Linked DNA regions of Danio rerio: region 2 is linked to region 1. Evidence: chromatin contacts called from public Micro-C data. All regions are on one chromosome and are shown on one strand. Each heading gives the region's core, a stretch centred on a gene start, on an enhancer-like site or on the middle of the called end of the contact. The rest is flanking DNA. Distances are from core to core; before and after follow the strand shown. Region 1 holds the start of ovca2 (OVCA2 serine hydrolase domain containing). Region 2 holds the start of smyd4 (SET and MYND domain containing 4).

Region 1 (7,744 bases), core at 4,103-6,602:
TTAACACAATAATCGTCATGGTTTACATGGTTGCACACATACGTTGCATATGACAAGATACAGTATAACCTACCCACGTTAAAAAATGCTATAGTAATTTATGATAGGCCTTATACTGTTTTTAAACCATATTATGTTACATGTATTATTATACTGTAGCTCTATAGTATTCACAAATTTTTGGTAATGAATGTTACTGCTTACTGTAACAACAGTGGACCTGTAAAGTGTAATAATGTAGTATACTTAAACTGTGGTGTATTGTAGTATGATATAGTTGCAGACAGTGGTTCAGCATTGGGTTATTTGTTTATATTACTGTAGTTGTTAAATTACCATAGCATCTATAGTATTACCACACCAAATTCATTACAGTAGTAGCCAATATTATAACAGCTATGGTTTTCATGATTATATAATATTTATTTAACTCAATTCAATTCAAATTTATTTGTATAGCACTTTTCACAATAATTATTGTTCCAAGGCAGCTTTACAAAAGGTGCAGGTTATTATATTACAGTCGAAATCAGAGAAGTAAAGATGTTGTGTATAGAATAGACAAAATATAAACATAGTTAATCTGCAGTTACATGGTACGTAGTGTCATTTCTAATAAGATGATGTTTATACACATTTTTAAAGACGTTATTAGTGTATTTCTTAAGATTTTGTGGTGACTTTGAAGACTTTATAGGGTTGGTATCCTCTCGTCACAGGTCATGGGTCTGATCGATACTATAGTTTGTTTTTTCAAATATTTTTATGCTGAAGTAGCCTACATAAGTAACAGTTTGTAAAAACGAAGCTCCTCTTTTCCCTGGTGTTAAACCACTGTTGTTGTTTTTTTTTTCTTTTTCACACTATCTCTGTAAAGCGCTTGTTGCAGTTTGTTTACCAGATTTTCTGTGTGCCGATGACATGGTTACTCATCCCAATACTGATGCAATACATGTCATTCTGATCCACTGGTCCACTTCTTAAATGACCGTGTGTGTGCTTGTTTGTGGGCTGGAATGTGCTCTCGCCCTTGTCTTGTATGTGATTCAGTGGATTTATTGTCTGTCTGTCTATCTATTTCTCTCTGTCGGTCTGTCTGTCTATCTATCTACAGTGCATCCGGAAAGTATTCATAGCGCTTTTATTTTTCCACATTTTTCCAAAATGGATTAAATTCATTTATTTCCTCAAAATTGTACTCACAATAGCCTATAATGACAATGTGAATTGTGTTTTTTTTTAATTGTTACAAATTTATTAAAAATAAAACTTGGGAAAATTACATGTTTATAAGTATTCACAGCCTCTGCCGTGAAGCTCTAAATTGAGCTCAGGTACATTCTGTTTCCACTGAACATTCTTGAGATGTTGCAGCAGCTTAATTGAAGTTCACCTGTGGTAAATTCTGTTGATTGAACATGATGTGAAAAGGCATACACCTTTTTATATAAGGTCCCAGGGTTGACAGTGCATGTCAAAGCACAAACCAAGCATGAAGACAAAGGAACTGTCTGTAGACCTCTGAGACAGGATTGTCTTGAGCCAGGTTGGGGAAGGTTACAGAAAAATGTCTGCTGCTCTAAAAGTTCTAATGAGCACAGTGGCCTCCATCATCCTTAAGTGGAAGATGTTTGAAACCACCAGGACTCTTCCTAGAGCTGGCCGACCATCTAAGCTGAGTGATCGGGGGAGAAGGGCCTTAGTCAGGAAGGTGATCAATAACCAAATGGTCACTCCGTCTGAACTCCTGCGTTCTTCTGTGGAGAGAAGAGAACTTTACAGAAGTACAACCGTCTGTCCAGCAATCCACCAATCAGGCCTTTGTTGTAGAGTGGCCAGACGAAAGCCAGCCTCCCCGCCTGGAATTTGCCAAAAAGTATCTGAAGAACTCTCAGACCATAAGAAACAATATTCTCTAGTCTGATGAGACTAAAATTGAACTCTTTGGGAGTGAATGCCAGGTGTTACATTTGGAGAAAACCAGGCAGCGCTCATCACCAGGCTAATACCATCCCTACAGTGAAGCACAGTGGAGGCAGCACCATGCTGTAAGGATGTTTTACAACAGCAGGAACTGGAAGACTAGTCAGGATAGAGGGAAAGATGAATGCAGCAATGTACAGAGACATCCTAAATGAAAACCTGCTTCGGAGTGCTCTTGACCTCAGACTGGGGCAACAGTTCATCTTCCAACAGGACAATAGCCCAAAGCACACTGCCAAAATATCAATGGAGTGGCTTCACAACAACTCGGTGAATGTCCTTGAGTGGCCCAGCCAGAGCCCAGAACTAAATCCTATTGAACATCTCTGGAGAGATCTAAAAATGGCTGTACACCATCGCTTCCCATTCAGCCTCTCTGCTTGAAAGGTACTACAAAGAGGAATGGGCAAAAAAAATCCCAAAGACAGGTGTGTCAAGCTTGTGGCATCATATTTAAAAAGAATCGAGGCTGTAATTGCTGCCAAAGGTGCATCAACAAAGCATTGAGCAAAGGCTGAGAATTCTGATGTCCATGTGATTTTTCAGGTTTTTTATTTTTAATAAATTTGCCACAATTTCAAAAAATCTTTTTTCACATTGATATTATGGGGTATTGTGAGTAGAATTTTGAAGTAATAATTCAATTTATTCCATTTTGGAAAAAAGGCTGTAACATAAATATATGAGAAAAAGGTAAAGCGCTGTGAATACTTTCCAGATGCACTCTATCCATCTATCTTTATATATAACTGTGAGTCAGCCTGTCTGTCTGTCTGTCTGTCTGTCTGTCTAATAAGCCACAACTCAGAATAAATCACTTAAACATTGCTGAAAGGAAGCTTGGCCTTATGGCCTGTTTTATTTATTTAGTCTCATTTGTGTCTCATCTCTCGGGTTGATCACGGTGAATAATAAAGAGAACAGCGGAGGACCAGAGGTAATGAACGGGTGGCTGATGCGGGGAGACCCTTGAAGGGACACACACACACCGAAGCGTTTAATGCTCAATAAAATGAGGAAATCCATTCGGATGTGTTTAAGTAAACGTGTTAAAGCAGGGAATGAGCTATTGGGTGTCTGTAGGGCATTTGGCTCTGACATATACTCAATATGCACAGAAAAGTCATTAAATTAGACAGAAGGACTCTCATTAATTAAACCTCTTTTTCTGTCGCAGATATTCATTTAAGTTAACTTGGTGGATCGCCACAAACCTTGCTTAATTACAGCTTGAAGCATCTGCTTAGTGCTGTTTCCACTGCCTCGCTTTCCACTTCACATGGCAGAAATATTCTTTCATTTCAAGGATGAGATGAACTTGCTAACACACAAACAAGCCATAAACAGTTATGGGGAAGATTATGTTTATGAGCTTGGCATTAGTACTGAATATATTATATACATATATCTGTCTCTCCATCAATCTATCTATCTATCTATCTATCAATCAATCAATCAATCAATCAATCAATCAATCAATCAATCAATCAATCAATCAATCAATCAATCAATCAATCAATCAATCTATCTATCTATCTATCTATCTATCTATCTATCTATCTATCTATCTATCTATCTATCTATCTATCTATCCATCCATCCATCCATCCATCCATCCATCCATCCATCCATCCATGTATCCATCCATCCATCCATCCATCCATCCATCCATCCATCCATCAATCCATCCTTTGATTTATCCATCCATCTATACATCTATCCATTTATTCATCTATACATCCATCCACCTATAGGTCTGTCTGTCAATGAAGCCATCCATCAATATATCAATCAAGGAATCGATCTTTCTATCTATCCATACATCTATTTATCCATCTCTACACCCCCCCATCCATCCACCTTTCCATCTATCCACCTATATACCTATCCATCCATCCATCCATTTTTCTATCTATACATCCATCCATCTATACGTCTGTCTTTCAATGAATCAATCTGTTAATGTATCAATCTGTCAATGAATCCATCCATCCATCCATCCACCTACCTATCTACCTGTTTATCTATCTATCCATCTATCTATCCATCCATCCATCTATTTATCCATCTATACATCCACCCATCTACATGTCTGTCTGTCAATGAATCAATCTGTTAATGTATCAGTCTGTCAATGAATCAATCTATCTGTCCATCCATCCATCCATCCACCTACCTTCCTATCCATCTATCCATTCATCCATCTATTTATCTATCTATACATCTATCCATCTGTCCATCTATACATCCATCCACCTGTATGTCTGTCTGTCAATGAATCAATCTGTTAATGTATCTATCCGTCAATGAATCAATCCATCCATCCATCCATCCATCCACCTACCTACCTACCTGTTCATCTATCTATCCATCCATCCATCCATCTATCTATCTTTCTATCCTGTAGTTCTTTCATTCTGTCGTCTCAGCAGAACTTGCAGAACTGGACTCAGATCAGTGTTTGTTATAACAGATGAACTCGGTGTTGTGTAAGAGTATAAGTAGAGGCATCAGGCCTCCAGGGTTGCTGCTCATTTTTAGATTAATTGTCAAGTGCTCAGGAGGCACAATCATCCAGAAAACTCGCCGAGATCAACAGAGAGAAATAATCATCTAACCAAATTAAGAACTTTCCCCTCTAGGATAGCATGAAGTATTGAATGCATACAGATTTATGTTAAACTCCCTTTTTTGTGGAGTTATTTACATTCTTTAGAAGCTGGAGGCATTTTCTCTTTTTTCTTAAACAAACATTTGGAAATACAGGAGAGGCAGAATCCCAAGAATGTTATGCCTAACTGAAAAATAGCATAGACATCATGTATTATATCTTTCGTTGTTTTAATTGCATTGAAATGATCCAGCACATATTCATTTATGGATATATATGTTTAAATTTCATTACTTGGTGTCACAGTGAGACGTCCCCCTTTGCACATACATTTTGAGACACTTGATTTTAACAATCTTACCATATTTTGTCATTATAGTGGGCTATAATTACTCGTTGTTATAGTCTCAGTGCAACGTATTTACATAATGTATTAATTGAGGGAAAACTTACTTACATTTTTTTAGTTATTTGTTTTGGCATATGTGAGAGGCTTACATATACGTGCCATTTTATACAACACAGCTTTCTGTGGGGAACGGTTGCCCCCTGGCGTTTGAAATCGGAACTATATTTCTGTTTCTAATTGTTGGAAACTAACGAGTATTTTATGGAAAGCACAATTTTTTGATTAACATATAAAACGCATTTAGCTTTAGTGTTTGTTTGTAATTAGGAAGCTTTATAAACAAATTGCAGACAATATTCGCATTGGGGGAACTCTTAATCTCTTATGTTTCCACACGGTCATAAATCTGTCGCACAAAAAGGAAACGTCAAGTTTATAGTTTATCTGTAGAGTTTAAATTGATATTTAAAACTATATATCACAATATATATATCTGAAGTTTTAGGTCAGCTTTTCACTGTATGTCGCACTTGCTTATGATTTAGTACGCTCGTGTTTAGCGTTTGCAGCACCGCTATAAAATCACAACAGCATTGACAGGTTATTAATAATTTAAAATGTCTGCAGTTCCTCTTCGAATTCTCTGTATTCACGGTTATCGACAGAATGGAAACTCTTTTAGGGAGAAGACTGGAGCTTTACGCAAACTATTAAAGAAACAAGTGGAGTTGGTGTTTATTAGTGCGCCACACCAAGTTCCTGCCATTCAGGAGGAAAACTGTGGAAGTGAGTATGAATCTGGTCATCCTTGCTATATGAGCAATCAAACTCGTCAATCTAATAATTGTATACATCTTTACTGGTGGTCAAACTGTAATTGCATTTTTATGCTTTTTATGTTTCTTATTATCACTGTTGAATGAGAGTTAAACATATTAAATTTGACAGAGAATACAGAAAAACTATTTGAATTTATGGTAAAATTTAATGTACATGTAATAGCAAATGTCAATCATATCAATAATTAATAATACTTACTAAGTATTAACGTAATAATAAAGTAATAATAACTAAGTATTATTATTACTACTTTAATGTCCTGCTGAGTTAATTCAATTTATAGGAAAAAAATATGAGTTTTTATGCTTTTGCTGCATTTTTAGGCAATATTGATTCATAATTTCTAACACATGAGCAGTTCTGTGCAATTGTCAACCTTGCCATGAAAAGATTTAAGTTTTTCCAAAATACGGAAACTGTTTCTGGGTTTTTTGTGTAAGCAAGTATTTTATAGTACTTTAGAAATACATCTGTCAATGTTTTCAAATGATTCTATTTGATTTACCAAAGTCACACAAGTGGCAATTTCACATCTGCCATATCCAGAACAGAGAGATTTCACATCCGTAAGACCATTTTTACCTCATAAATGTGAAAATATAAAATAAAAATAAAATACATTTTATTTTAGTTTCATAGAGAGCCGACTCTTTTAATGATTATAGTTTTTTTTTTTTTTTGGGGGGGTGCAGTTTAATTCACAATTTCTACAATGTTGTATACTGTTAACCCCGCATATGTTTTTGTCACATCCACACTCTTTGGTAAGTTATTCTGTAAAATATAAACAAAAGTTTTAATATAACATTAACATACTTTCTATGCGAATTTATGTGTTGAGTTTTTACTGCAAATGTCACATCCACAAAAGCCGTTTTTGTGCAAGTAATTGGAACCATAGGTAGGTAGAAACTATGATAAAAAAAATAAAATGAAAATCCTTGAACTTTGAATAATAATTGTCCACATCAGTGGTTCTCTATCTAGTGGTACGCAAGCTTCCTTCTTATAGGACGTTAAGAATTTGCTGAATAATTAAAGTAAAAAAAGGACATACTTTTAACCCTTTGATGCATATAACACTGATGTGATCAGTAAATTGATTTTAATAAGCTAAATCATTTGTTTTATTTAAAAAATTTTATTGTTTGTTGTGTATTCTATCATTTGAAGCTAATTTCCTCCCCATATTTGTAACGGTTGTTGGGCGCGTCTTATATTTTTACATCCCATTGTTGACAGTTATAGCTTAGTCACTTGCTTTTCTGACACAAATAGTCTACTCTAACATGCAGTGAGCAGATCTAATTTCTAAATTTAAATATGTAAATCCAATTCATATATCTAACACACAAGTTAATGTTTAGATATACAAATAAGTCATATATACATGCATCATATATTTCAAAATGTATCAAAAAGAGTTTATGTGAATATGAACATTTCCATGTTTTGATGAATAGGCTACTTTATAATAATACTTTACATGTAAGTACAGCAGTTTTCTTTTTACTCTTTATGAATTTATAATTATAATTAACTTTTAACACAGTACAGTGCTAATGTTCAAACTGTTTATAATGTTTAAAGTTGCTGACAATAATAAATATTTATAATAAGAAGAATTAATCTGCCACGGTTTTGAACTGTGCAGAGCTGTAGCTGCTTAATTTGGTCTACTACGCTACTGTATTTCAATACTGGTCATTATGGTGGTACTTGGATAGACAATTTTTTTTCTGAGGTGGTACTTGGTGAAAAAAAAAATTGAGAACCACTGGTCCATTTCAGATTTGCATTCACGAAAATAAATTATAATTGTATTAAAAATGTCCTTGAAACATTTACAAATTTGCATGTCTTTTTGTTTTGAGGTTTTGTTGTTGTTTTGATGTTGTTGTTGGAAAAATCTTTTATTGCAATATTTTTTATTTCTGTGATATAAATTGCAGTACACACAC
Region 2 (7,183 bases), core at 2,154-4,653, 410 kb before region 1:
ATTACACCTTAGCTGCATCATGTGCCTCAGAGCTGTGGCTCCCAGCATGCTCATCTCAGGCTGCCAGCTTGCTTTAACTCCTTCGTCTTTGAAGGACATCCACTTGTTTGGTGGAGGTCCGCCTTGAAGCTTCCCGTAAATCACCGCCATGGTGATGGCCATTAAGAAGCGTGAAGCAGGTGAGTGTTGTGCCACATGCGGTAAAAGGCTATAGATGCCCATGTATGAGCTGCCATGAAAACAGTCTGTATGGTCTAAACTTTTTCCACAGTCCCCTCCGAGACTCAACTGGACTGGTGAATCATTTTTATAAGTGGTCACATGGTCTTTTGTGTTTTTAATCCCCATTTGGACTTCAGTTTGTCCTGCTTTAAGGACCACTCTTAGTGCTAAATGTCCCAAAACCCCAATGGCCAGCAGATCAGCTCCAACTGGACATTCCCACTGGTGCCATTGATCCCATGCATCTTTCTGACAGCTCTCTCCACAATATCGAGCGTAACTACACTTTGGACAGGGCACAAAACTCAGTGACTGGCTGAGGCAGTGGTGACAATGTCGATCTTCAGTACCAAATGTCTCTACCGCCTTATTGGTTCCTGTATTAAATATGTTAGCTGGTATAAGGACAGAACAGTAAGCTTCATCTTCCAGCACCACTTCTCCAGCTGGTTTATTCTCCATGACTAACATGTGGCGACCTTTGTCCGAGCTGAAATAAACAGATACACCATCTGAAAGATGACCAGTAGAGTTTACAGTCTTCTGGCATGGTGATAATTGATGATCTGTGTGTGGTATGTTGGGTTTTTCAGCTTTTCTTAGCTGATTCTGGCAGGCGGTTTGTCTAGTTTGTAGTTTGTCCTGCAGGTGGCTTGGGTAACCGGCCTCCAGAGAACGCCTGATGTCTTCAAGACATGCCTAAAATAAAGAAATACTCATTTAAATGTTTCGGTTGTGTGATGAATGCTTAAAAAATATAGATTATTTGATGTAGAGCATGAAGCAGACTCCCACTTGGTAGAGGCCTTGGTAAAATAGGGCAGCAGAACGGTTAGCATAGCACAAGGAGAGCTCATCTGTATTCTTGTCAGCATGGCAAACACCCTGAAACATTCAAAAGAGACAAATTATACTATGCACACCAAACCTAATGTTATTCGAAATCAAATTTGATTAATAATAATAACAGTGCAACTCAAAAATCATAGTTTATTGAACTACATTAGCTAATTTTATTGACAATATGTTTGCAGTATTGCTTTCATCTCATAGGATTTAAAAACATGGACGGTTTCTTATTTCAATATTAATCAAATCTCATACTGGTCTACAAATACAGTCTAATAAAAGTCATACCGTGACTGTTTCTGTTGTAGGGCACTGCGAAAAGGGGCGGGATTAAACAAGATGATCAGACATTTTAAAAATTGAGCAATTGGTTCATATTTTACATTTCTGTCCAGAGAGGTCATGTTTTGATGTTCGATTAAGAACACAGCGAACTTAAAAACTTGTTGCATGAGCTGGTGTTTCCGATCTGTCGCATTCGGGTGCGTATGAATGGAAGTCTACGGGGCGAAAAGTGCTGTGTGACCGCAGCTTCAGACTACTTAACTTTAAACTTGCTAGACCTTACGAAATCATGCGCCCAAAAATGAAAATTTACTCACCCTCATGTTTCTAAGTTTCTTCATAAATATATTTAAGAAGCTAAAAACGTTAACCATTAACTTCTATAGCAGGAAAAACGAACACTATGAAAGTAAATGTTAAAGTCCATATGAACCTGAAGCTGCAACCATTTTATTTTTGTATTGTGACAGTTTCTAGAGAAGTAGAATATTAAATGAGAAAAAAATGGGTGTGGCTGATTGGATGTTGTAAAGTAGACATTTTCATTTGGAAAGATCAGGAATAGGTTAGAGACAACAGACACCTCTTCCTCACCATTTCTGTTCGTTGACATAGCGCTGTCAAAACTGACAATTAAAGGGGGATGGTTGAGTATGTTAGCCACGCCTTATACCTCAGACAATGGCTATTTGAGAATTTTACTAAAAACAAGCAGGAAGTGCTTAAGATTTTAATTTTTGATTTATATGGCATTTTTTCTTTCTTAATAACATGTACAGATCAATTGTTCGACACAAAACTAGCAATGTTAGATAATAAAATCAATATCGTTAATTTTGATTTCATGTGTACTTAAACAGGTTTTCAGTTTTCTTCTAAACATATTATTTTGTGCCCAACAGAAAATAGTAAGATAGACATGTTTGAAACCAGCTAAATGTGAGTAAAGGCTGACATTATTTTCAGCTTTGGGTGAACTAAGTTATCCTAATTAAAAAAAAAAAAAAGTCTATGCCCTCAAACCTCGGGCCCCAAACTCACGCCATTGGTTGATAAACTGTTGCTATGACGATATATTAATGATAGGTGCCATTGCAATTAATTAACGTCGACTTAAAGCAAAACGTGATAGCAAACATGCATTTAAAGCAAATGTAACGCGATTTTAACCATGCCTAAATAAATAAGCAGGATAACACAACTCAGGATATAATAAATACGAAAATTATACATAGTAGATATGCCGTTTTTTCGTACCTTGGAGTAATGAAGCACTGCTGCGGGGTAATCCTTGACTTTGAAGCTGAGGTTGCCTTGCTGTCTAAACTCAGAAGCTGTTTCAGGAGACTTTTTGACGGAAAACTTCTCTGAGATTCTGGACAGAATGTTGAGATCCTCTGGACTGATATGGACAAATCCGAAAACGTAGGTGGCATATTTATTTTTACATAGAAACATATGACGAAATGCTACTAACTTACATGCTAAACTTGCTAGAATGTCACTGAACAACTGAATCCACAACTACTAAATAGGGAGGTTAATAAGTAAATTAACTTCTTTGAGATTTTGGACAGTGTTGAGATCCTCCGGACTGAGATATGGACAAATCCGGAAAAAAGGTGGAATATTTAACGTTATTTATTTAACTTACTTGGAAACATGTGATGCTACTTCTTGCTAAACTGTAACGTTAGATTGACATTGGTGTCACTTTAATTGAACAGCTGAAACAGTAATTCCTGCAGCATTTACGTAAAAATAGAGGTTCATTTTTATGCTATCAAACATCATTTTAATTAATTTATAAACATCTCCACAGTGCAACAGACTGACCATATTAGTGACAGCCCGTAGTTGAATATGGCATCTATATCAGTCAGAAGGCTGAAACGCTCAGTTTCTTCAGATCTCAGTTCAGCCCATTTCTGCTCGACATGACAAACCCAATCTTGGCAGGGCAGATCCATTCAAAACCCACTCAAATAACTGTTAACACACAAGCGAAAAGTACGAAGCCCTCCAACACTTTAAATTTCACAACAACAACTTGACTTCCGGTTGGAGCTTTTATCAATTTCCAAAATAAAAGCACTGTTCTCATAATTTAAAATATTAAAAAGCATCATAGACTGGAATGTTTTTGATGTTTTCTTGCGGTCATCACGACAAGTCGGGTGGTTTTAGTACGCTTAGATTTTTTTAATTAACTTTTTAGGTCAGATTTTTTTAAATTATGCACCTTTTTTATTTAATTAGTATTCCTTCCTGGGCCACCTTGGTGAAAGGTACTTTATGTTAAATATGCATTTTATTTTTGTTTGTTTTGTCTTCTTAATTCTGAACTGTTATGCGTTGTTGTTGTTGTTTATTATTATTATTATTATTATTATTATTATTATTATTATTATTGTGTGTGTGTGTGTATACATCTCAAACAGTAGTAGACATTTTAAGACTAGACTTGATCAACTTATTTTTGACAGATGTCATATTGGGCATACAAGATTAGCCCATATGCTTTTTTGTGTTTAACTCCACAAAACGTTTTTTTTTTTTTTTTGTCATATATTAACACTAAAAATCTTATTTAATTTATGTATTCATTCATTTGTCTGTAAATATATATTTATTATTGAAATGTTCTTGCCATAAAAATAGCATTTGTTGCGAATATGGCATTAAATGAAAATTACATTACATTGCTGACTTGCATTTTTATTTAAACTTACATTAATCAAATTGACTAAAATATTATATTACATTTTTGTATAAACTAAAAATATAGTTGAAACCTGATTAACTTTATTAAAACATGTAAAAGAAACATAAAAAATGTTTTTGTCAATTTTTACAGTGTAAACATTTGTTTTCGGTAAAGTATTATTAATGGTTTCTCATTTTAAATAATTTTGGTAATGATATTTGAGTGATTTATTCATTAACTGGATTATTTTCGGTTTGTTCCTCAACACATGATATGTATGTCTATTTTGATGTCAGAAATGCATTGAGAATCTCTTGAAATTATGGTGCATTAAGATCCCCAGTAGATGGTGACGTTGTTCTACTTAACAATCCATGTTTTATACAGGCACTTGACAAAAATGGTCCCGACATTTGACTCTGTTGTCGCCTCTGGTTTAGTTCTTTTATTATCTCTGTGGTTGGTCAAGATCTCTTGGGACTTCATTGGCTGTTCATTAGAATCTCTAGGTAAATATAATGACTGTTTTGAGATAACCTGCATTCAACTTTCTCCAGCGGCCCCAATGCAATGCATTCACATTAAGTAACTGCAGATTTAAAAAGAGATTTTTTTTATATAAATGCACTGTTTAATTAATGTCACAGAAATGTTTATTAAAATCAGAATCTCCTTCATAAGGATTTAAAGGATTTGCAAGGTTAATGTGTCTGTTGTTTGGTTTGCTGCATGAAATTGCACAGAGAAGAAAGAGCAATTTATTTTTTGATGAAACAAATCTGCATCTGTGAAAGGAGAACTGCTGTATGATATTTGTGAGAGACTATTAATTTCCAGAATTTACATGGAAATGATTCCCACTAGTCAACAACAACAAACAAGAAAAGCATTATTTGAGCTCCCATATTTCTTGTGCCACAAGGAAGAAAATGGCATTAAATGTGCTGTATCTTATAGCACATATTTAAATGCTACAGTATATAACAGAGTTTTCATGTTAATTAGGCCGCTTTTCTATTATTTTGAGCTTGGTTGTATCATCAGATTAATCCTAGTGATAAAGGATTGTGTTCATAACTTTTAAGAAGCGTTCCCATGTCTGCATATGAATATTAATGTTGTATTGTGTCTGTAAAGCAGCTGCTTCTGCGAGGTCCTGTGGGACGATCAATGCTTCTCATACATGTGCTTTATTTCTTTATAACTGCTGTTGTGTTTCATGTTTGTCTCAACAACTGCTGTTGCTGCACCCTGTGATCTAAGGCTTGTATGATCTTGTTTTTTTGTGACTGTCGTTTGTTGTTGCTTGTGGGTGAAATGTTTTTCAAGAACATGGAGTGTTTAAATATTTAACCATCTTCCTTATTTGGCTATATTTGTCATGATTTCTTTTTTTAAATTGGATAAAATCAATTCAGCTGGAGACATGGTGGCTCAGTGGTTAGCACTGTCGGCTCACAACAAGAAGGTCGCTGGTTCGTCTCCCAGCTGGGTCAGTTGACATTTCTGTGATGAGTTGCATGTTCTGGTTTCCTCTGGGTGCTCCGGTTTTAAGTTGTATGGGTAGATTTCTGGTGATATCCAAAATACATTGTAAATCCAATAATGTCTTATGCCACAAATGATAGGAATATTAAGTATAGATTGTTTTGTATGTCTTCCATGTTATTCAGTCTGTTCTGGAAAATGAAACGTGAGCAATAATATCTAAATGTAGTCTTAATGATGCAAGCTGAGATCGCATCGCTTAAAGTTGCAATGTCAGACACCATGCACTCAATGGAGCAAGTGACGTCACTGTGAGGGGTAGGGTTAGGGAGATAGGTCAGTGCCTTTAAACCACATTGAATGCAGCTCAGAGTCTGCAGCCAGACCAACCTCAAGATTGGGGGGGATCAAAGTCAAAACTGTTTTTATTCAGGCATTTTCTCTTTGTTCAAAAAAGCAAACAAATTGATTTCAGCTTCAGTCAACTTCACAATTCGTTTTCCAAGTGCCGATTAGTCAACTAAATATGAAGTACATTTACATTTAGACAAGAAGAGGCAATTAAGTGCTAGAGTATGGAGGTGGAGTGTTTTTTTTTTTTTTTTTTTGTAAGTGTTTCTATAGGGGGTTTGTCAAGTCAAAACTGTTTTTATTCAGGCATTTTCTCTTTGTTTGTTCAAAAAAGCAAACAAATTGATTTCAGCTTCAGTCAACTCCACAATTCGTTTTCCAAGTGCCGAATAGTCAACTAAATATGTAGTACATTTACATTTAGACAAGAAGAGGCAATTAAGTGCTAGAGTATGGAGGTGGAGTTTTTTTTTTTTTTTTTTTTTTTTTTTTTTGTAAGAGGAGTGTTTCTATAGGGGGTTTGTCAAGCTCACCTGTGTGAAGCACACTTTAATAAATTCAGTGTTTTTTCCCCTCTTCTTAATATAATATATATGGAGTGATTTGTGGAGTGACAAGCCGAGATATCCTCCAGGTATGGTGAGAACTTTGCAGCCACCATTTGGTCATTTTGATGAAATGAAAGAGAGCTGTGCGTCATCGGCATAACAATGAAAAAAACCATGTGATTGGATGATGGTTCCCAGGGATGTGGTGTTAATAGAAAATAGTAGGGGATCAAGAACAGATCCCTGAGGTACCCCTGTGACCAGCTGATGAGCTTTGGATACTTCTCCTCTCCAGGAAACCCTATGTTTGTTTTGACATTTTAATCGAACATGTACTAGTATTTATTTTAAGGGTGCAAGTGTTTTTTTAGATACTAGTATCTTTTTCATTTAAGTACTAGTACTTATTCATTAGATGATAGTGTTTATTCATTAGATACTAGTACTTATTCATTAGAATATGGCTGCCGTCGCATCATCCAGGTGGATGCTGCACACTGGTGGTGAATGAGGAGATTCCCCCAAAGTGTAAAGCGCTTTGAATGCCCAGAAAAGCACTAAATAAGTGTAAGGAATTATTATTATTATTATTATTATTATTATTATTATTATTATTAGATACCAATGCTTTTTCATTAGACACCACTCGTGCTTTATTCATTACATACTAGTGTCTATCGTTTAGATGTGCTTTTTAAATATATGTTACTGTTTGATTATTAGACTAGTTCGT

What was found. A called contact is a pair of places that touch in the nucleus more often than the background predicts.
Region 2: a Micro-C map of caudal fin shows a contact between it and region 1, with 8 times the contacts expected there. The contact joins the promoter of smyd4 here to the promoter of ovca2 in region 1. A contact is called at or near these places in 6 of 18 Hi-C or Micro-C datasets (caudal fin, embryo, hematopoietic stem cells and 1 more) and 2 of 4 datasets of contacts at active chromatin or transcription factors (caudal fin and embryo).

What each region holds. Positions count from the first base shown.
Region 1 is chr10:40,683,047-40,690,790 of GRCz12tu, reverse strand. ovca2 (OVCA2 serine hydrolase domain containing) reads left to right here and starts at 5,352. Exons shown (of 2, transcript NM_001020555.1): 1 at 5,352-5,729. The coding sequence starts at 5,561.
Region 2 is chr10:41,087,729-41,094,911 of GRCz12tu, reverse strand. It overlaps smyd4 (SET and MYND domain containing 4), which reads right to left and starts at 3,403. Exons shown (of 10, transcript NM_001076594.1): 1 at 3,193-3,403; 2 at 2,614-2,758; 3 at 1,018-1,107; 4 at 1-921. The coding sequence starts at 3,326. It overlaps LOC141376432 (a long non-coding RNA gene), which reads left to right and starts at 2,461. Exons shown (of 4, transcript XR_012386473.1): 1 at 2,461-2,781.